2 separate regions of the Anas platyrhynchos genome follow, and region 1 is linked to region 2. The links are chromatin contacts, called in public Hi-C maps. All regions are on one chromosome and are shown on one strand. The core of a region is the stretch at or near the end of the contact, and the rest is flanking DNA. Distances in the headings are between cores, read along the strand shown. Region 1 overlaps LOC101794290 (3 beta-hydroxysteroid dehydrogenase type 7). Region 2 overlaps LOC139999134 (a long non-coding RNA gene).

What was found. Hi-C and Micro-C count contacts between places; a contact is called where the count stands out from the background.
Region 1: a Hi-C map of liver shows a contact between it and region 2, with 2.2 times the contacts expected there. The contact joins two enhancer-like sites. A contact is called at or near these places in 2 of 8 Hi-C or Micro-C datasets (liver and skeletal muscle).

What each region holds. Positions count from the first base shown.
Region 1 is chr20:7,435,283-7,441,290 of IASCAAS_PekinDuck_T2T, forward strand. It overlaps LOC101794290 (3 beta-hydroxysteroid dehydrogenase type 7), which reads right to left. Exons shown (of 6, transcript XM_013107521.5): 3 at 5,070-5,178; 4 at 1,036-1,135; 5 at 41-203. Among named protein-coding and RNA genes, the nearest start is that of MYL10, 85 kb to the left of the region's middle. Within about 2 kb of position 2,354, at least 4 of the 8 cell types and tissues checked have an H3K27ac peak or open chromatin away from gene starts, as enhancers often do.
Region 2 is chr20:7,288,124-7,293,467 of IASCAAS_PekinDuck_T2T, forward strand. The region is part of intron 1 of LOC139999134 (a long non-coding RNA gene); the gene reads left to right. LOC119713293 (a long non-coding RNA gene) reads right to left here. Exons shown (of 3, transcript XR_005260387.2): 3 at 3,036-3,505. Among named protein-coding and RNA genes, the nearest start is that of CUX1, 49 kb to the left of the region's middle. Within about 2 kb of position 3,513, at least 2 of the 8 cell types and tissues checked have an H3K27ac peak or open chromatin away from gene starts, as enhancers often do.

The DNA.
Region 1 (6,008 bases), core at 1,104-3,603, 150 kb after region 2:
CAGCCAGGCAGCACCACAAGCAGAGAGATCAGTCACTCACCCACATACGTGGAATTGCGCTCGGTGTTTTCAGGCTCCAGGTAGTTCAACACATCATTCCTGGCTTTGGCAAACAAATACAGGTCTCGCAGAAATGTTGCCTTCTCCCCATATACTGTGTTCGCACGGATGATGCAGGTTGTGAGTTTGCCACCATTGCTCAGCTGAAATATCAGGGAGGGATGTTAGTGAGCAATGGATTCAGAGCTAAAACCTTCCACAGTGATGTTGTGTGTGTCAGATGAAACCAAAAATCTTGGGGAAATTGGGCTAGAGGAGTCAACCTTTACAAACTTTGGCTGGACAGCTAGGGCCTGGTTTGGATCCTTAGAAATGCAATGAGGTGCCCACTTGATTTTATTTATTTTTAACAAAGCACACCTGCATATGGGTGGTGTTCACTCAGAAAGTTCAGGTGGAGGGTGCTAACAGCATTAACTCCTTCTGCAGCTGAGGTGTGAAGGAATATTTGCAACAACCAAAACTGGGCTGACCTCAAACTGTAACCAGGAGAGAGAGCTGCTCCAGGCAGGACAGAAGTTGCATTTTTATGTTCTGCTTCATCCTCTAGAAGGACTCATCTGTGTGCTGACTACTGGGAGTCCGAAACAACTAGGCAGCCAACTTAGGTAGGTGGCTGGGTCTGGGTAATATTAAATAATAAATACTGTTAAATCACTCAGGCATGTCTGAAAACACATTGTTATGTGCAGTATGAACCAGGTGAACCTGGTTTTGTAGGTCTTAAGTTTACACAGTGCTTTTCAAAGCCCCGCTCCTTTTGGTGGAGTTTAAGCATAGGCATGAAGGGCAGCACTCTTTGATCTTGCAAGTGCTTGGCAGGCAGGCTCAGCCTTTGGTAAACTCTGGGGATTTTGGTATGCATATCCAGTCGAGGAAGCAGTTGGATATGAGCTGTGGGACCTTTCTAACCATCTGTCTCCTCCCACTCATCCTGTGCTGCAACACCAGGGGTGCTACCATTGATTTTTGTACCTTTTTTCCATTGGCTTCAAATACAAGTTTTTCTGCCATGGCCTTCGTCTTCCCGTAAGGAAGCTCCACTTCCCCGCTGTATTTGGTGTCCTCGTTTCCTCTGGAATAGATTGCAAGATGCTGGGTGACTGTGGAGGTGGAGCTCGGGGCTGGGAGACGTTTGTCATAGCGTGATTTACTCTGCAGCCCCTGCCCTCCAGGGACTTACCTCTGGTGGGGAATTGTATGGGTCTAAGATCCTTGCTATGGTCTGGGAGAAATAAATACCAGGCAATTCTGCAGGGTTAGGCAAAAGTGGGTTCATAGGGCAGGTTTGCATGATTTGATGTCTGAGAGTTGGATTTGCTTTTGTCTAATACTGTGTGATTGAAGCAAACAATATGCTGGCAGGCAAATTAGAAGGCAGTGCAGTTACCTTTTTAAGCAACTCTCAAGTGGCTGAGCAAGGTGGAAAGAGCACAAGATGATGGAGGGCAGGAAAATGAGAGCAATCCTACTTTTTTTTTTTTTTTTTTTTTTTTTCCATTAGAGGTAGCAAGAAGCCTCTTATGAGCTATAAACTAAAAGAAGCTGCTGCTGCTTAATTTTCTCATATTGTAGATTAGAGTTGGGAGACATTTGCTGGTGATGCAAAAGCTGCTAGTGGGCTTGTGGAAGGTGTGCAATCACCAGATTTGTGCTGAGGTTATTCCTTCATCTTCCCTAGCAGATTGTGCTTGAGGGAAGAGCAAAAATGTAGGTCCACGATCTAGGGCAAGCAGGGCTTGGAGCCATCTGGGGACCCTTGGCTGTGACTGCGGAGGAAGGCAACATGCTCCTCAGCTGGCCGTGCCTCCTAACTTGCAGCAGTGAGGAGGGGAGTCAATGGGATCCATCAAATAACTGCCCTCCCAGGCCTGGAAATAATTCCAAGGAGAACCAAGAAAGCAGCTACCATTTTGTCCAAGTGTTGTAATTAGCACATTAGTCCGTTCTAGGATTTGGTTCAGAATTTGCGTTCTTCTCATTTTTAAATAATTTTCCTCTATATTTTTTCTCTCCTACAGAAACTCACGCTAGGCAAACACCAGGCTTGGGATACCCCCATGCAGGGCAGTGAAGAGCCATCGTGCTCCTGTTGCAGGTGGGCTCAGAGCCACTTCTGGAGAGGCCTGCAACAAGGTCGTGCAGCCAGTCTGCAGCACGGGTCTTTTTGCCAAGCTCTGGGCCTCAGCAAAGCAAACTCTGACTCAGGCTCCCTCTCTGACCTTGGGCAACTTGCTTGCTTTTTTCTGTGCTCAGATCCCCACATGTAAAACCCGGATAATGCTGCTGCCTTTCTTCTGCCTGTTTGGCAGTCTGGTATCTCGTGTGTCAGATATCCCAGCTGAGATCAGGGCCGTCTTGTGCTGCAGCAACAGAAATAAATTAGGAGCTTCAGAAATACAGCCTCCCCGTGCACCCCTGGCTTTTATCACAAAGCCCTCCTCCTCTTCCCTGTGTTTACGGGTGATGAGCAGGAGACAAACCAGAAAACAAGCACGACAAAAGATTGATTGTGCGCGGTTTGTTGTGACCCCAGGAGAGGCTCAAGACAATTAGAGGGGTTATCTAGAAGTTCTAGTTTTAATTGCTTTCTTTTTATATCTGAATTTATTTTTTGCCTTGCAAAGCTTTTAAAAAGCAGCAGCTTCACCAAGGGGCAACCTGCCTGTCATTCCTGGGCTGCAGAGCTCTGCTCGTATTTGCCTTCCCCCACCCCTTTTGAAGCTTAGTAGTAACAAAGAGCTCAGCATAATGCTCTTGCTTTTCAAAACGATCACAGATAACTGAACGCTAATAAGACTGGAGCAGCATTGTCAGAAGGTATCTCAGCGGTGGCTGTCTCAGAGGGATTGAGACTGACAGAGGCATTTTCTATTATTGTAGGATGCTGAGGTGTGAGCATTATCCCTGCACCCATCACCCTGTCCAGACACTAATCATCCTTTGTCTGTGTCAATTCCCCAGCATGTAAAAGTGAGTTAAATAAAATTATACAAGGAACGAGAGAGAAAGGGGACAGAGAAAGAGAAAAAGGAAGTAAGGCAGGCTGGATCATGCTCTGAGAGGGAAAAGAGCAGAACAGATTGGGTGGGGATGGGGAAACAGCACCTGTGCTTTCAGTCTGGACATGGACATATTACATTGCCTTGCAGTCATCACTGGGTTCCCTAGTGGGACAAGTGGCGTAATTTTTATGTGGGTGCCTCTTCTCCCACTTTAATTCCAGGAGCTTAAGGTGAAAATCATCAGAGAACAAGAACCACTCTCAAAAGCAGGCTTTCTCCCAGCACGATGGGAAAACGTGAATGTGTTCTGTAAAATGAGATAAAGGCAGTGATTTTATTTGTGTTTGTGACAGGGAAGGATTGGGAGTTGAGAGGATGGTCAGCTCCGTGAATGAACCTCAGTGTGGATGGGTATCATTACTTGGGCATCATTACAAGGCCAAGGACTGTCCTCTCAAGCAAGATTTGGGGTAGATTTCTCAAATCACCTACTCACATGCATCTCAAATCACAGGGCTAAAAATTCAAACAAGGACATACATTCATTTTTAGAAGTGATTTAGATATGTTAATGACCAAATTCCATAGCCTTTCAATAACACCAGATCATTTTGTACTCATGCTCCCAAGTGGGTTGAGGTTTCCTGCTCTCGGGGATTTTTTTTCCATAAGACATTTATTTCTATGGATTTGGGTGCTTAAATGCTGTTCAGAACTGGGTTATGCCTTAGTTTACTTGCAAGTATGAAATTTAGGCTTGTAGGTCATTTTAAGTTATGTCTTAAGCAGCCTTTTCTAGCTAGGCTCAAATTTCTAGAGCCAAGAGACTGAAGCCAGCTGTGTCTAGACTGGCTGCCTGTAGAGACAAAACTTGGTTTTGAGCCAGTTCCCCTTGCACACAAGTTTCCATGGTTTGAGCAGTCTGTATAGATACAACTGTGCTTGAAATCAGCAAACAGCCTTACAATGGTGTGTATCAGACTTGCCCCTATCTCCACCTGCCTTCAAATGTAATGTGGCTTCAGCTCTTGGTCTTCAGTAATATCAGCCCAGTTCAAGGTGCAAGTCCTCGTGCCCCATGAATACAAGAGGTACCCAGATCCTGAGCAGGAATGTCAGCTGGTTGTGAAAGGCTATTCTGGATATCAAAGAGAAAAAAAAAATACCCACCCCAATATTGGCATCTTCACATTGTTCCAAATCCCACCTTTTGCCCCAGGAGGGCTTCTAAGCTCTACTACATCCTCTGAGTCTGTGGGTTAGTCTTGAAGGAGCCACATGCAGAAGAGGTGGGTTTAGCATGTATCAAAAAGCAGAAAGTCCAGGAGTTAACCCTGGCAAACGCCTCCCAGGGAAAGGTATTTTGAGGGATAGGGTGCCATTACCAGGTCAGAGCCTGGTCACAGAGAGTGCAGCTACACAAGAACACTGCAATTGCACACCAAATGCAGCTGTGGCCCAAGACTATGTTAACAAAGTACCCTCCCTCTGAGGTCATGCTGAAATAGTCCATATGCATTTGATCTCTTGTTACTAGGAGCTTGGTGCAGGTTCACTAGCAATTCACTGTGGAGCTGAAAAAGAGGAAAGTGGGTTGGTGACAGAACACCTGCCCTTTGGGTCAACTCAGTGTGAAGTGAGTGAAAACTCAGACCCAATAGCAGGGTGAAACTCAAGCTTGTCAAACCCTGAGCAGCTCAGATCTAATACCAAAACTGATTTTAGGGCTTAGAGGAGCAGGTCCATAGCACATGGAGGACAGCCTGGAGGTGCAGCTGGGTCCTACATCTCTCAGTCAACTTTCTGGTCAAGTTTTGGCTGGGAAGGGCTGTGATTCTTGAAGATGAAGAGCAAAGAGGGATTTCTAAGGAGGAGTAAAAGAATCAAGAGGAAGAAGAACACATGTTGTCCTTTGGAGACACAGCAAAATTCTTCAGCTGTTTGCAGCTTCGTTGCTGTTTAACTGGAAATCCGGAGTGATTCAAAAGATTTGTTTGGCCTTACCTGCACATGGGCTCACACAAGGTGTTAGGTCCCACCGCAGCGATGGAGCTTGTGTAGACAACATATGGGATGTTCAGGACACAGCAGGCCCTTAACACGTTTTCAGTACCTGAGGACAAACATCATCTGCCTTGCTTTGGTTTCTGTTATGCAAGTCAAATGAGATTTCCAGACTTGAGACTCTGACTTGGACTAGATCCATCCTTTTCATGGCCAAAAAAATGTAAAGCCATAGGTCAAGGTTGCTGCTCCTCAGGTACATTTGCACCGGTATGGATGTTTTATAACATGAGAGCCACAGCTACATCTTTAGCTATAAAGTGGCTTAATCTCTATGGCTATTAGCATCTGACATAACTTTGACTTAATAGTTGTTAAAAAAAGAAGCTGACAGCTTGGCAGAGCAAAATTCCATGTTGTCCATCTTTTTTTGATACATGAACAGACTGTCAAATGGTGAATTGCAGCCTTCTGGCAAAATAATTGGTGTTTTAGTTGCATACATGTATACTGCTCTATGGAAGTGACTGTAGGGTGAAAAAACATTGCAACAGACTCCTCCTGGTAGCTACAAAACATTAAATAAAATAGTAAGTGCAGCTTACAAGTCCACATGAAATCCAGATGAAACTGAAGCATGGTTTGGTTCAAGAAAACCATGGGCAGAAATCTCATAATACATTTCATACAGTCCTAGGCTGAGTCTCCCATGTGAAACAAGGAAGCAACAGAGCAATTTGGTACCAAAAAGCCCCCCTTTTTTTGTCATCTTTGTTCAGATAAAGTATTTATTCCTTTTTAGGAATATAGGAACAGTATCTGTCTAGGGGAATAAGGACAGATTTGACAGTAAAAATAGTAAAATCCAGCATTGATCTTAGCTTGCAATGTTCCGAGTGTCATTAGTTTGCACATGTTATGGACAACCTAGTGACTTGT
Region 2 (5,344 bases), core at 2,263-4,762:
CTCTCTGACCAGTGTGATGTTGTGGAGAGGCTGTCCCCAGACCACACATCCCAGAAACCCTATGCTCCATGGGACCTTACTGGGCAAGCTATTCAGAAATGTGGCCAGGGTTGGTCAGGACCCCTCCTGAGTCTAACAAGCCACTAAGTTTCTTGAATTTCAAGGATGCTGTCATTTTTTGGGCACAAATAACTTTCAGTAGTGAATTCTTATCCAGCTGTAAGGAACATCTCCTGTAGTTGAGGTGTTCCCCCTGTGCAGCAGACTCTCTCTGGTGATTTCAGAGAGCAGTGTGGATTTCTCTTCCTTCCTCTCCTCCGTCCCCTTTCCCTTTAGCGCCGCAGTGCCAGCCCAGCTCAGAGGAGATGTGCTATTAGGTATCAGCCTTGTAATTAAATGCCAACAGTTGTGCCTTGCAAACATGCCAGCGATCACCAAGCAGCTGCTGACAGCCTGTCATACTTGCAAGGAGCCTTGATGGCTTTTGGCATGAGACAGGACCCCCTGGTCACCCTCACAGCCAGATGTTCCTCAGTGCTCTACTGTGAGGTGAAGCCGGGACAGAGCCGGAGCAGGCTGTCAGCAGCCCAGTTACAGCTTCCTGTCCTGCCCCATTCAAGGAGCAAGCTGGAGCCCTAAGTGACAATCCATCGTGTAGGATACTGCTTGCCTCCCTGACTCAGAGATGAGATCTGAAGTAGGGACACCAGGGAGGAAACTACAGAGCTAGCTCTCTTTTTTTTTCTGTGGGATTTTCTTTTGCCTGGGTATGACCCTTGGAGTGCCAAGTACAGTCACCAACCTCAGGCACTGCCTAAGGACTGCAGCCAGAGAGAAGCTGAGATTTCAGGGCAGCACAACAGGCAGAAAAGGCATCTTTCTACTCCTAGCCTTGCATTTTTGTTTGGAATGAAGAGCTGTCAAAGAAGACAACACTTTTCTTACATGGTTCATCCTACAGCACTGAGAGGCGCTAAAAATTGTGAAAAATAAATTAAAATACTCAACGAGTCAAGGTGAGACTTTTCACATTGTTCTGGTGCCATTTCAGCCTGGAAAGCTGAGCCAGATCCTTAAATGCTCACAAGCTGCCACGAGGGCTGTATTTGCTAAAGAGTTGTGTAGCCCGCCAGCTTGGCACTTTTGAAAATCTAGATACTGATTTTGGTGCCTAAATGGGAGCTGAGCTCTTTTGCAAATCTGCTTCTGATCGTGCACGCTGAGCTGTTCTGCAAATTCTGGCTATCATTGCTCTGCATTCTTGTACTTCCTGGTTGTGAGCTGTGCTGGGAGCAAAACTATCAAAGCCCCACAAGGAAACCACTCCTGCTCTAATCAGGAAGCATGAAAAATCTCAGGAGCCAAACTTTTCAGCCTTTATTACTATTTGGGTGATGGCTGAATGTCTGAGACTGCTTTATCCTTCTATGGATCAGAGCTGTGCCATGGCAGGTGCTATAAAAACCTCTTAAAAAGAGACAATCCCAGCAATGAATAGTTTATAATCAAAATATAAGACGAGGCAGAAAGTGTGTGCAGCAGATGGATAGATCTGGCATAAGGAAACCATGGGGTGAGTGTTCTGGTGAGTGTCTCCAGCATAGTCTGCAGAGCAGAAAAGAGCAGGCAAGGATAAGCTTAACTGCTTACCTTACCTGACCCCCTAAACCTTTTGAGATTTGCCCACAACAATTAATTATTCCTTTGACTGGCCAAGATGACTCACAGCTGCTCATGCCATCCCAAAGCTCAAGATCTAAGTAAATTTATTGAAATTAGTGGTGGCTCCATTCCAGGAAACTTGCATTTCGTTTTGACTCAAAGGAGCTCCGCACCCTTCCCACCTCTCGTTTCTCCTCTCTTCCCTCACAGTCTGCAGAACTTGCGAAGCGAAGCTCTACAGCTTCGATCTAATCGTGATTAAGGCTCAGGAATGGAAGTCACGAGATCTGAGTCCTATTCCTGTCTCTAATACAGGGTGGTTTTTTTTTCAGTGAGTCACTTCCCTTCTCTCTTCCTCAATATCCTTGTCTGTAAAATGGGGTTAACAATACTGATCCATCTCACCAAAAAGTTGTGAATTCACCAATATCTGTGAGCATTCGAGTAGCCCACATGCTGGAGACTTTCCCTGGGTTTAGTGGCTTTGTGCCTGGCACTAAACGTGTACTTGCATAGTGCAAAGGAAGTTCAGGGTGTTAATTAATGGGACTGTTATGGATTGTTAGGGCTTTTATTTCCGAATGGACTTACACCTCTTTAATAATTAATATTGCCAGCAGGGCATACAAGAGGCAAAGCAAATAAATGGGGTTAACCCAATTCTCATTTGGAAAATACAGTTTACCAGCTTCTTACAAAGGGAATTTACTCACTGTTGTTTACCAGTACCGTGCTGTCTGCAGTTTCTGAGCCACCTTTCATTTGCGTATCGTGCTTTGGTTTCAGGTACAGGCAGATACAGGGTTGTGCCACCTCCAGACCTAGCTGCTGTGTCCGTTTTGGAGTGGTGCAGATAGGCAGAGCTACTTGCTTAGCTCACAGCCTGAGGATCAGCTGCCTGGGGAACCCTCCCTGCGATGACGGCATTCATCCATTGCACAAGGAGCTTTCCTTTGATATTTTACCATCTTATGAGCACTAGAAATGATCAATGCCAGACCTTAGTGAGTTGAAAATGGACATGTCAGATATTCAACTAATACTGTTCTCAAAGCCCTGATCTCAGTTCCTCCTTGGTAGGAGACTAACCTACAGCTTTGAGAACCCAGTTCAGACTTTTTTCTACCTCCAGCAAGGTCTGTCCCGGTAAAAGCTGACACTGTAGCTAATTCTTTTAATTAGGTTGTCCCATCTTGGGTCAGTGGGCTAGACGGCTTTGAAGTTTGCTTTGCCTAATTGCACATGAGTGTTTTGGACAGAAAGCCTGCTGTTAGTGGGCTGGGAGGGCTCGAGGAGGGTTCAGGCAAGTGTCTGCCCAACCGCTCCACCTGTAGGAAGGTGGAGGAAAATCCTTGGGGCTTCTCAAAAGGCTGAAATCCTTCGTGGTTTTTTTTTTTTTTTTTTTTTTTTTTTTTTTTTTTTTTTTCCAGGAAGGGCTTGTTGTGGCTATTGCACAGCTGGGCAGGCCTTCCTGTGTACTTCTTCTTTCCTCTGACTGATGCCAGCCAGTAGCCACGGCTGGCTGGTAGCTACTGCATCTGCACCGACTTGAGTGGCCCCTCTTGATGGAGAGGTTGATAGACTCTGAGGACAGGAAGGAGAAACCTGCAGAGTCATCACGTTCTGCAGCAGCTGAAGCCACAACTGCCTGCAAGACACAGAAGAGTGGAGTGGGGGGGTTGACTTCCTGAAGCAGCCTTGCCGGTGCTGTGGAGAGCCAGAGAAATCACAGGGAGGAAAGGCAGGCAGAGGAACTGGAACTGGTGGTTTGGGTCTCCCCCCAGCCCAACAGAAACCATGCTGCTTTTCTTCTGACAGTGCCTCCTTGTGTCCAGCTGAGGTCCTGGAACAGAAACAGAGACGGGTTTGAAGCTGTCTGAAGGAAGAAATAGGAGGTACCCCTGACGCAGTACCATGTGTGTGCGCTTCTTGTTGGAAATGTGTATGAAAAAAATGAAGATATGAAAATGAAACAACTTTTTATTTGAAGAAATTGCTGTTTTTACCATCTTAATTCTAGATTTTCCACATACTAAAAATTCTCATCTGTGTTTCCAGCTTATACTCAGGAACAGAGCTACGCTCACCGCTTCATCAAGCAGTAGGAGAGGGCTGTTCACGAGGCTTCACATGCATGGCTGATTTTTGTAGCTGGTGCAGCGAGACACGCGGAGCCATGCTGCAGTAATGTGCATTTGGCACTGCTTTCTCTCACCTGATTACACCATCTTTCCCCTCTAGTGTGACTGGCACTGCTTAGCTTCCTTGCCTGAATTCATGGCTCACACAAACTGGGCAAGTTTCCAGCCCATTATTAATTACCTTATGTCTATGTTCTTAGATCAACTGCCCCACTCTTACCCTGTCTTCTCTTTCTCCTTTATCATATGTTATTTGGAAGGCAAACTTTTCACATGAAGGATCACGTCTGTCTTACATTTGCTCACTGCATAGCACGTAAGAAACATTAATGTAACAGCAGTATTATAATCAATCACAGTAACACATGAGTTAATGTCCCTTAAGATCCTATGTCAGCTTATTGAATTACAAGCAAACATATTTGGTACATGAACTAAAGGACTCGTGTAATTGCCAAGACTCTAAGCCAGATCACAGGTTCACATTTCTCTTTCTAACACTGCTGCTCTTTCTAGACCTCCAACAGAAGCATAGGGTGGCCATTCTTTGCCTACACCTGGAGCTAGAGATGTTGGTCATTAGCAGAAATGCAGACAGACAAGAAGGAGGGCTGGGACTTGGTGTAAAGGAGACACTGATTTTAAACAAGATTTGAAGTTTGCATATTTCATGTTTTAAAGTTTGACTTTGGGGTGTCAGCATTTTGGGAATGTGGCAGGGGGGTATTTAGTTAATACTTCATCCACCCATAAATAGAAGACTCTGCGTTCTTAAAGAATCTCAAAGAATTTCTGCTGGTATAAATTGCAATAGCTGTGCTGACTTGAAAGAGGAAGGAGACAAGAAAGATGTCCTGGCTGGGGGTAGGTTAATCCCCCTGGGTTTGCTAGACTGATGTGTTATTCCTTGTTTTGCTACAGATTTCTTGTGTGACCTTGGGCAAATCACTCTCCCTCTTAGTATCACAGTTTCCCATCTGTAAACTGGTGAGAGCAACAACCGCCCTGCCCCAGAGGGGTGTTTGGAGGATAAATATGTTAGAGACTTGGAGCCGCAGGAGTACAATAGTGACAAGGTTCCGACAAATACCGAAGATAGATAGAAGCTGACAATCGGGAGACTGCTATTAGCAGCTGATTCATTCTCTCTGGTTAATGCATATTTTTAACAGGCTGTTATTGACTAGACAGGCACACAAGTCTGTCAATTAACAATGTTATAATGAAGTAAATCTCTGTACCAGTAGCCTTTGGAGGGTGAATTCAGAACTCCCAAACCCTGTGGCACAACACCTGCACTACTAATAAAGGGTGAAGATTCTCCTGTAAGCCAAGTGGAGATACCATGTGCAGCGTGAAGCAAGTGCCCAAGTGCAATTGGCATTTTCACTGTGAAGCCCTGAGCAGCTTTGGTGTGCAGTATACTGACAAATAAGGAGTCTTAGGTGGCCATGGATTTATTAAAATGTGTTCATAAAACCTTGTCAAGGCACCATTTGAGAACGACTCCTGGCCAGACATTCCGGTGATTGGTGCTTAGA